2 separate regions of the Mus musculus genome follow, and region 1 is linked to region 2. The links are chromatin contacts, called in public HiChIP or PLAC-seq maps. All regions are on one chromosome and are shown on one strand. The core of a region is the stretch at or near the end of the contact, and the rest is flanking DNA. Distances in the headings are between cores, read along the strand shown.

The links. HiChIP or PLAC-seq counts read pairs in DNA pulled down with a chosen protein or histone mark.
Region 1: a contact with region 2 is called in an H3K27ac HiChIP or PLAC-seq map of embryonic stem cells, with 17 read pairs. The contact joins the promoter of Rabif here to the enhancer-like site in region 2. A contact is called at or near these places in 17 of 39 promoter capture datasets (the 3T3-L1 cell line, 3T3-L1-derived adipocytes, the C10 cell line and 12 more), 3 of 484 Hi-C or Micro-C datasets (embryonic stem cells, peritoneal macrophages and trophoblast stem cells), 6 of 115 datasets of contacts at active chromatin or transcription factors (the 230-238 cell line, the HPC-7 cell line, bone marrow-derived dendritic cells and 1 more) and 3 of 9 other capture datasets (adipose tissue, liver and pancreatic islet).

The regions. Positions count from the first base shown.
Region 1 is chr1:134,491,479-134,497,196 of GRCm38.p6, reverse strand. Rabif (RAB interacting factor) reads right to left here and starts at 2,558. Exons shown (of 2, transcript NM_145510.2): 1 at 2,388-2,558. The coding sequence starts at 2,513.
Region 2 is chr1:134,431,461-134,437,104 of GRCm38.p6, reverse strand. Adipor1 (adiponectin receptor 1) reads right to left here. Exons shown (of 8, transcript NM_028320.4): 8 at 3,754-5,575. The coding sequence ends at 5,447. Among named protein-coding and RNA genes, the nearest start is that of Adipor1, 19 kb to the right of the region's middle. Within about 2 kb of position 3,989, at least 16 of the 459 cell types and tissues checked have an H3K27ac peak or open chromatin away from gene starts, as enhancers often do. A contact at or near this core is called in embryonic stem cells, where this site is marked.

The DNA.
Region 1 (5,718 bases), core at 1,309-3,808, 62 kb before region 2:
TTTACTTTATGAGCGCTTTGCCTGCATGTGTGTATCATACCCATGTCTGGTGCCTGCAGAGGGTGGAAAAAGATGCTGGATCCCCTAGATCCAACTAACTGGAGCAACAAAGAACTGTGAGACACCTGACATGTGCTTCAAGAACTCTTAACCAGTGAGCCAACTCTCTAGGCCTGGAAGGGCATCTTCGCATCTTCTCTTTGTTTTTAATTTTTTCCTATATTGAGGTCAGCCTACAGAGAGAACCAGACTGCTCAGACACTTTCCTCCTGCCTCCTGGAAGGTCATCCCTAAGAGGGCGGAGTGTCAGCTTGCCTAGACTGGCCTCACAGTAATTTCTCAACAGTCCAGGGAACGACTAAAGAGCCATGTTGACACTTCATAGGGATTCAGTTTTAAAAATGTGTGTTCCAAATGGTTTGTTCTCTGTAAAGGTACTCTGTTGAGAAACAAAATATGATTTGTAATATACAGTTTAATTTGCTTACAGGTTCCCTCCTATGAAACATCTATTTAAAACACATGACACAAAAACTGTAACTATAAACTATCTTTTTTTTTCTTTCTTTCTTCTTTTTGGTCTTTTGAGATAAGTTTGTCTCTGTGTAATAGTCTTGGCTGACCTGGAACTTACTATGTCGACCAGGATGGCCTCTAACTCACTGAGCTCGCCTACCCCACAGAGTGCTGGGATTAAAGGTGTGCACCATCACACCTGACTACTACAAAATTTCTTTTAAGAAATGTCTTGACTTTTTAAAAAAGAGTTACTCAGTTCACAGACAGGGTCTCATTATGTACCCCTTTTAGCTTTGATCTCACTGGGTAGCCAGCCCTAAGTGCTAAGATAGGCGCAGGCCACCACATGCCATTCGGGAACATTTAAGTTTCTGTCAATTTACACAAGCAGGCAAGCTGCCATTCGAGAACAAGAACTGTCCCATATAGGAGGCACTGTGCTCACAGTGCCAAATCTCCCTATTCATCAACTTGGTCAGAAGGAGCAAGCGCAAGGTCATGGAGGTTCAACAGCTCTTCCGGTGTTAATAAGTGCGCAGGTCAGGATCCAGTTCCCTGGCTCAGCTCCATCCCTCCGCAAGGCCACTAACTTTACAAAATAAGTGGAGAACTCTACTACCTGTCCGAGTAGTTCTTATTAAAACGGACTTCCACCCACTCCACAGACAAGGCCATCAGAACACGCTCTTGCAGCAGACACTGCTGTATGTGACTCTCCACCACTTGAAAGAACAGTGGCTTCTTACAAACCATTTATAATGAGGGTCTGAAAGCAATTTAGTTTGTACTATCCAATAGGATCGCATGTTACACTTAAAAAAAAGGGCTCAGAAACTTTTTTTTTCTTTCAGTTTTCTCATTGGGGTGATGGTGGTTTAAGACACTTATTTTAAAACCCTACCATACGCGGCTCATACCTTTAATCCCTAGCAGTGGGGAGTCCAGGTGGACCTCTTAAGTTAGAGGCCAGCTGGGTCTACAGAGCAAGTTCCAAGCCAGCCAAGGCTACATAGGGAGACCCTGTCAAACAAACAAACAACTTAAACACACATACACACACACACACACACACACACACACACACACACACACACACACACACGGGGGTGGGGGACCCTTAGGATTCAGATTCCAGATTACCTCTTATCATCAGGAGTGTGCTTTCTCTTTCACTTTAATTAAAATTTAACTTTATAAACCTTTCACACACACACACACACACACACACACACAAAATCCTACATGAAAAAGTCCTAACTGCAAGAAAAGAATGGTTAACCTTCGAAATCTATTCGAAATGCCTCGTCCTGGGAATTGTATCTCGGGGGACTTAGAAAAGTTGGGTACTAGCAGTCACTCGGTGTGAATTCTCTCCACCAAACTTGATCCTGGAGCTCCTCTGGGGAGAAGCAAATGAGACAAGTAGGGACTGAAAGATGGATAAAAGCTATGGTGGGAAGGAAATCCAGTGATTCTTAGGTGCCCTGGGGCGACACCGAGTGGTGGCTGGAGATACACCTGCGGGGTACAGCAGGTTAGCCAGAGCTCCAGGAAACAGGGGGCTAGGGTTCGTCCCTTAGCTCGCGCAGGATACCCAAAGCCTGGGGGCGGGTGGGCCGCCTAGGACAGGCACACCCTCTGAGGGAGTACTCTGCGAGAGAGAACAGTTTAGGGGACCAGGCAACTGTGCCTCGACACGAGGGTCCCAGTCCCCAACCAAGCCAGTGGGCGGGGCCTCACGACGCGGGGAGGGGCAAAGACGCGCAAGGAAGGGCGCGGTCTCCGGAAACCTGGGAACCAGGAGCAACCCGGAGCCGCTGGGTCGCTCAGGACAGCGCGACTCTAAGCAGCATCAAGCACTTTCCTACCTGCCGGCGAGAGAAAAGAGCAGTCCCTGGCTGCAGCACCCGAGAGCCACAACGCTGGCACAGCACCGCCTTCCGGTTCCGGCCCTCGGCTGACACGAGCTCGTTCTGCAGCTCGCAGGGTTCCATCGCCGTGCCGCCACACCATCAGCCACAACGGCGCACGCGCGATCTGAGCTGGCTCACCCGGAACTACGCTGGCGCAGGTCCCTGGGGGCGCCCCGCCCGTGCCTCTCGCTGTACCTCTGCGCAGGCGTCTGAACTCTATTGCGCAGGCGCCTTTCTCTATTGCCGGACGGAAGTGTCAGGAGTTACTTGTGACAATCCTTTTTCACTATACCTGGTCTCCCAGGCGCCCTTAATATTGGCCTAAGCAAATCACTATGGCTAGCCTTACCACTAACTCTTGGGATATTTCCCTTGCCTCATGAGTAGATGGCGATAATTCGGGTCAGGTCACACCTCAGCAAGATTTAGATACAAAACAATTGCTTTCTATGTAAGAAGTATGTATAATGCTTAGTACATTTAGTGTTGCGAAAAGTGTGATAATATTAAGCCTAGACTAATAGTGGCCATTTATTAGGTAGCAAAGCGTTGCTTATAGTAATTTTGAAAACGTCATTTCCTTAGAGGGTATGCCCTCGGGCATAATACAGGAAGAAGGCTAAGGTTTGCAATGTGTATAGGACATCAGAACGAGGGAATTAAGCCACCTTACTGTTCTAGAATGCAGTCTTGCTCCCCTGTTAGTCCCACATTACATGATGATGGACATTGTGTATGTGAGAATAGTAACCTGAGAAGGTCATAGACTCAAATATAATAGAACAATTTCAGAAATGGATTAGGAAACAGCTGTCTAGGATGTTGGGTCTTTTATCTCTGTATTTGTTTTTCAAGGCAGGGTTGCTCTGTGTAGCCCTGGTTGTTCTCAGACAGATCTGGCCACCTTAGCTGGGATTAAAGGCATGCACAACCACTGCACACCCACTTATTTATTTAAAGATATTTTTTATAAGTGTTTGGCTTACATGTAAGTGCATTGTGTTTGCGCCTGTGGAGACCAGAAGAGGGCACAAGATGTCTGGAACTGGAGTTACTGACTGTTGTAACCTTCCACATGGGTGCCAGGAACCCAGCCCAGATCCTCTGAAAGAACAGTCATCAGCTGGCACTCAACCATGACTCATCTCTCCAGGCCCCGTAGGTATCATTTTAATTAACCATTTGGTTGTCAGGAATGAAAGATTTTAGACACAGGGTACACTAGAAAAGGATCAAATTTAAAGCTGGGCAATGGTGGCACAGCCTTTAATCCCAGCACTTGGGAGGCAGAGGCAGGCAAATTTCTGAGTTCGAGGCCAGCCTGGTCTACAGAGTTAGTTCCAGGACAGCCAGGGCTACACAGAGAAACCCTGTCTTGAAAAAAACAAAAACAAAAACCAAACAAACAAAAAAAGGGATCAAACTTAAGAATGGTTTGTAAACCAGCGACTAAAGCATATTTCTGCGTAGAGAGAGACTGTACTAATGAGATCGGAATGGTAGAATATGCCCCCTCAACACCACGGATCTGATGCATGTTAAGGAAACTGAACTTTACAGTACAAGATATGGAAATCTATGGAGCTTGGGGACAGAAACACATCAATATTTGCCAATAATTGGCTCTATATTAAGCACTGTGGTAACCACATCTGAATTTCAGAAAGAGCTGCTGATAAAGTAGACAGTGGTGGAAAAGTGTAAAGGTTAGGACATCAGTTACTTTACGTCATAAGGGAATGGATTTAACTATGACAGAACTGTGTAGAACTCAGATGATGATCATACAAATAAAGTTTCCCAGGGCTAGGAAACTGATTGATCTTGAGTTCTGTGAACAGCTTGCTTTACAAGCATGAGAACAATTCAGTCATGGTGGCACTAGCGTGTAATCCTAGTGATGGGCAGAGACAAAATTTAGAAATTTTGGGGACTCAATGGCATACGCAAGCCTGGCAACTGCAGTCAGATCCCTGGAACCTGCATAAAAGTCTGAGAGTTGACTCTACTGAATTGTCCTGACTACACACACACAGCTACCCTCATACTAAATTAAAACAAGGAAAAAACGAGGTGGATAGTATCTGAGGAACAATACTTGAGGCTATCCTCTGCCTCTACCACACAAAGGGGATGCTTAAGGACAGCTCAGTAGTTAAGAGCAGACACTGCCCTTCCAAAGGCCTCCATAGGCCCTACAACTGGGTGTACAGGTTACATAGACATACACATTCATGCTGTTGCTTGTATTTTGATGCTAATTCCACTCTTCCGGGAAGCACTTGCTCGATGCAAATGAGGAATGAGTCATGTACTCAGGTGACTTCTTGTGAACCATCACCTAACGAATAAAGGAGCCAATCACTGGGCGAGTAAGTGGGACTTCCGTGTTGGACAGAGGAAGAGAGGAAGCAGGAGAGAGTTAGGCTTTTTTGGATGGGGATAGCATGAGGACAGGACGCAGCTACAAGTGTCTCCCGGTTTTAATGGAGCATGCGTCAGGTTTCGCCACCAGAGAATTTAGGTTTAATAAGGCTTACAAGGTTAGGATTTTAGTTGTTGTGCCCAGTGACTGAATTACCATCGTTTCTGAACTAAGTTTGTTCAGAGGGCAGCTCGTCTGGGTTCAAGAGAGAAAGGTATGGCGGCAAAGCATGGGTTTGCCCAGGGTGTACCACGAAGGCCGTGGGGGATTTGAAGCATGGAGTTAGTGTGGTAGTGACCTGCCAGTGAGAACCTAGCGAGCTGGGTGGAGAGATTTTGGAGCCCTGAGGCAGAGAGTCTTCATGAGATAACAACAGGTCAACCATTGCCCTCCAGTGCGGGGCCAACCAGGCCACTGGGGCAGGAACATGCCAATTCGTTTTTTAATATTTCCTGCAACATAGTCACATACTTTTTTTTTTTAAAGAGGAAAGAGCAAATGAATGGAATTCTGTTTATGAACATATTTTTTTCATGTAAAGCTATGCAAATTTTTAAAAAAATCAATGAATTTTATTTCCTGGTTTTCTGTAACTGTTCAGTGGTGGCTTCAGTGCATGAACTGTGGACATGGCTCAAAATTCAGAAACCAGCACTGATGCCTGAGAGCTAATTATCAGCCCTTTCTTTCTCTTGTGTTTTCTTCTCCTACCCGCCAACCTTCCCTGGTCCTCTAAGATAAATGAACCACATTTCACAGGCTGTGGTTCAATAAGCTGGCACATACATCTGCTACAGACAAATAGCTTGATCCTCTTGATCCTCTTGTCCTGCTTTCTCTTGGCTCTGAGACCGAGAGAGA
Region 2 (5,644 bases), core at 2,740-5,239:
TATACAGAGAAACCCTGTCTCAAAAAAAACCAACCAACCAAAGAAAAGACTTGGTTATAGAAAATTTTCATGGTGAGCTTTCAGAGGACAGGGACTAAGTGAGCCACAGCTAAGATCAGATGACTCTGTTGGGAAAGACAACACAGCGAATGAACAAAGACCAGGCCAGCCTGGATAAGAAGGGTCCTACAAGTAGTTAACTCCTCAGGTGCTGCAGAACATCAGGACTTAAGCACATGAGTCTTATTTCTCACTTCCCACGTGGGCTGATTCTCCTGGGGAACACATCCACATAGGTAGCAGGCAAGCTGGGGACTCGACAGCTTTACACGTTTTTCATTCTCCCACAGCACACTGTTAAGATCTTTCTTATTTAAGAGCTTTGACATCCCCAAATCATATACTAAAACCAAATCTCCATGTGAAAAAAGATTCAAAAAGTTTACTAACTTCATAGAAGGGTTGTCGTTCAGTATAATTCAGAAATAATCCAGTTTTTAAATGAACACAAACCTCTTTTAAATCTTCCAAAGAAAACTTCATGGGGTGTGGGGAGGTATTTCTATTTACATTCAAATTCCTACAACCAAATAAATACATAATCATCTCCCTAGTAATAAAAAGGGGACACAATAACCAGTTCCAACCACGTGGATAACAGTGACTTACTGATAATAAAGCAGGTAAAAATATAACAAATTAACAATCTGGGCAGTAACGCTGCTCTATTCACTCTTATTAATAAGAGATATACTAAAATTCCAGGTGATTTTTATCCAAACCTTACAAGACCACTAGTTTCCAACGGTAACATTATGGGGTTTTTTGTTGTTTTAAAGTCAAACGGACTCAATATTAGAGCCAAAAAAAAAAAAAAGAAAGAAAAGAAAAACCCTCTTTGGAGGCATAATAGTCTATTTCAGAACATGCTGTATTTGCTAAAAATACTAAAGGACATACCTTTAAATTTTATGTTAGAAGTCCAGTGTGGCGGTACATGGATTTAGTTCCAGTACCAGGGAGTCGAGGCAGGTGGATCTATGTGAGTCTGAGGCCAGCCTGGTCTATAAATCAAGTCCAGAACATTGAAACCTGACTCAAAAAAATGAAAACAACAACAACAACAAAACAACCCAAAAAACTGACAAACAAAACAAAATGTTGAAAGACAGGATATATTGATAAAGTGTTAATTGAAAAAGAAAGACAATTTGTAAGGAGTCGTAGCACATACCTTTGATCCCAGCACTTGAGAGGCAGAAGATGAATCCCCATGAATTTGAGGCCAGTCTGATCTACATAGCAAATTTCAGGCCAGCCAGGGCTGCAGAGTTAGACCCTGTCTCAAAAACAAAACAGAAACAAAACACCCACAGAACCAAAACCCAACAAAGAAAGTCTAAAAAGTGGGACTTGGAGCTGGAGAGAGTTCAGTGGGTCAGAACACTTCCTGTTCTTTCACAGGACCTAACTTCCTGGCACCCCACCCGCTGGTTCTCAACCATCTGTAACTCCAGTTTCGGGGAATCTGACTCCCTCTTCTGGCTTCCCTAGGTACTACACGTACATGGCAGATACGTGTGCACTCACTCATATACATAAAGTAAAAGTAAAAAAAAAAAAAACAAACAAACAAACCCAAGTTATAACCTGTGGTGGCTATTCCTGGTTGTCAACTTGACTCTATCTGGAATGAACTGTAGTCCAGAAGTGGAGGGCTCACCTGTGACCCAGATCTTGAGGCTGGAAGATACAAGTTTCTGACCTGGATCTTGACATGGAGATCTTGAGGCACAATGGCCATGAAAAGCTTAGTAAGTAATTCCAGGAGACTGAGGCAAGCAGACCTCTGAGTTCAAGGTCAGCCTGGGACAAAGCAAGTCTCAGATTCCAGGGGTGGTGGTAAACACCTTTAATCTGGGCTACACCTTCTGTTGGAGGCCTACATAAGGGTATTGGGAGAAGGAAGACTCACTCTATACCTGCTTGCACCTACTAGCCAGCACATCTGTGGGAACCTACTTCTACAGAAGAGCAGCTCAAACAACTAACCCGAGGGACTGAGCAACTACTAGATTCTTGGACTTCCCATCCACAGCTGCCCATTGTTGGGTTAGTTGGACTAGAGAGTGTAAGCCATTACAATAAATTCCCTCAATCTCTCAATATAGAGACCTTCCATAAGTTCTGTGACTCTAACCAACCCTGACAAACACATGATCTGAAAGACTTTAAAGGCCCATGTTTTCTGATGAAATGAATCCTCAGGGGTCCCATAGTACAGTTAACAAGAATTGAAAACAAAAATACTAAACAATACCTGTGTTATGGGAAGTAGATGAAAGAGTAGATTGGAGCCTCCTTTTCTTCTCTGACAATAGAATGTTATGTTCACAAAATCTATAGAATCCTGACTTCTCACAACTCTGGTTTCCTATTTGTATCTCTGTCGCTACTATTTAGTACATGGAGAAAGGATAATTTTGTTGGGTAAAATTTAGAACTACAATTCTAATTTCTTCTGTAATGACTGGAAATTTGCTTCCCCCAACTAGTATCTGATCATAGTAAAATAAGCAAATGAAATCACTTGTCATAATTATCTGTACACGAAAGGCTGTTCCCTAAGATGAGAACTGGCTACTCCCCATGAGGTTGTGGTTATAGAATCCAACTGACCAGAAGACTAAAATATTAAGCCGGGCATGGTGGTGCATGCCTGTAATCCCAGCACTTGGATCTCTGCGAGTTCAAGGCCAACCTGGTCTACAAAGTGAGTCCAGGAGAGTCAGGAGTACACAGAGAAACCCTGTCCTGAAAATAATGATAATTTCAAATATTACAAATAGCAAATAAATGTATTTCATAGACTATAAATGACAGATGAAGAGGAGACTTACACCTGGGATAGGGTGTGATTTTTAGAGGGTGTGGTGAATGCCTGTAATCCCAGGATTAAGGAGGTAGAGGCAGGAGAACCAAGAGTTCAAGACCATCCCTGGTTCACATCCAGTGTGAGGCCTGACTCTAACTATGCTATGCACTTGGAGGGAAACGGTTTCTTCTTTTCTGTCTTCTTCACTTGAGACCAGATCACAGTGTTGGCCCTGGTGGAGCGGAGGTGAGACGCATGCACCGCCACACCCTCCTTTGCCCCTTTGCTTTTAATTTCTATTCCCTGGGTTATCACTTGAGACTAAGAAACATTTTGTTTCTTGGCCTAGGTGAACTGTTTCTGTTTTTGTTTTGGAGACAGGGTCCGTGTAATCTTAGCTGTCCTAGAACTCACAGACTTTTCTGCTTCTGGCTCGGCTGCTATTAAAGGCGTGTATCACCATGCTGGGCTAAATTGTTTCTTCAAAGGATCACTTGTCCTCAGTTGAAACTTTGTACATAGTGTTATACAGTTACACTGTGTGATTCCTGGCTCCCCCCCTCCCCCCCCTTATGTGCTGAGTCACTACCAGCTTACACTACCCAATGAATTGAACCTCTTAATCAGGTTCAGTATAATTCACAAAGGCACGAAATAGTAAGTTACTCTTTGGTGAGACAATCACAGTAAACAAGGTGGGCTTCTGCAGGTAGGTGGGTGGGTGTATATGAAGGAGTACAGACATTCAGGCCAATACCCTCAAGTGTTGAGGCCGGCCAGTGGCCCACATGTCTGGGTTCTAGCCTGGAAGGCATCTTGGAATCTGGAAGAGAAGAGGGAACTAGGCGGCGCGGGAAAGAATGGAACCAAGACATCAGTTTGATCAAGGTTCAATTTTACTATTCAGAGACACTGGGTTATGAAGAAGGGGGAGGGGCCCATTCCAGCCAAATCATCCTTGGAGTCCAGTTTCAGGTGACCTCAAGTCGGCTCCGGAACCGCTAGAAGGCAGGCAGTAGCAGTGGGAGTGGCAGACCGATAGGGTGGCAGGCTCCACCCCTGATGCTCTCCTAGCACTAACAGTCAAACCTGATCAGCCAGATTTCAGGCCGAGGAGGGGAGGTTACACTCAAGAATTGTTCTGGAAGCACTGTCCGATTCCCTGAAACTAGTCAACTATGCAGGTTTGCTGCGTAGGGAGCAGTGATCTACCTGCCTGAGCCCTCAGCTCTGAGAGCACAATCACATGCCGCCTTCCCTGGTTTCTCTCCAGCGAGCAGTAACTGAATGATTCTCTAGCACCAACAAGGTAGTGTTACTAAAACTAAGTTCTAGGGTATGCCTCAACACTGGAGACTCTCATAGTCTATACTAGGCAGTGGTGCCACATGCCTTTAATCCCAACACTTGGGAGGTGGATGCAGGGGGATCTCTGAGAGTTTGAGGCCAGCCTGGTCTACAGGGTCAGTTCTAAGACAGCCAATGCTACACAGAGACCATGTCTCGAAAAACCAAAAATACTATGGTAACACAGTGATTTTCCTTTCTGAGACAGTCTCATGTATATACCAATCTCCTTGGTATTGGTGTTATAGGCATGACCTACCATTCCTGGTTTATCTGATAATGGTGACGAAACCCAGGGCTTTGTGGGTGCTAGGCACACACTCTACCATCTGAGGGACACTAATCAGGAGTCTGTATGGTACTAAGTTGTATTAGAGATGAGAGGTTAGGAACTGAGTTATGCTCATTCGCTGACCACACCCGTCTCACTGCTGGTATGATTCCGATTTGTATCTCAGTAGAAGCTGAGTCCTCAGAAACCTCGAGCCTCAGGAGTTGTGTGCAAACAGTGGAGACAACACAGTTAACTCTTTGAATGCCAAGCGTTGTCTATACTTTCTTTTATTATCACCATAGTCTTTGCATCAAGATACATAGCAGTGATAGCAGGTTTCTTTTTAAAGCTTAGTATTAAATATTAAATATCTTCCCCATTTTAATTTTACATTACTCTGCCAAGAAAAAAAAAAAAAAGGATTTAAACTCAAGTTATTTGAAGCCTGGACGTACTTCCATGATTAGCCGGGCTACATCAAGGCGTGGCTTTGTTTGTCCTAGAAAGATGGGACCAGGTTATAATTGTTTCTGAAAAGTGTGCTACAAAAATGGATGGCCCGTTATCAGCCAGGTTACAAAGTAAGGACGGGGGTAAGGGGGGGATATTTTCTTCAAGAAAAAACAAAACATAATTTCTGAAGAATCCCAGTTCATAATTTTTTTTTTCCCAAAATGGCTGGAGGAATGGGTAAAATCTCAACATGAGCTCCCACGTCCTATCTGTGAAGGAGCAGCAGTTGCCTTGCCGAGGTGACTGCCGGGAATGCACATGGGAAGTGTACTGCCCGGACGGAGGCTGGGACAGTGAGCTGACATGTCACTGGTACTGACTTCTCTAAGAGATTTCTTCTAGAAACAGACAACTCAGACTCTTCCTCATACTTCAGCAAAGAAGTTATTTTTAAAAGCACTTGGGAAGTCCCTCCTCCACCCCTCAGGTGGGGAGGCTCAGAGAAGGGAGTCGTCGGTACAGCCACCTTCTAGGCCATAACGGAATTCCTGAAGGTTGGACACACCATAGAAGTGGACGAAAGCTGCTGCCACCACCAGGACGTGGAAAATCTGATGAGACTGGAACTGTGGGAACAAACAGAGACCCACCTTTAGGACAGAGGAGTTGGAGGAAACATTTGCCTCTTCTGCTTT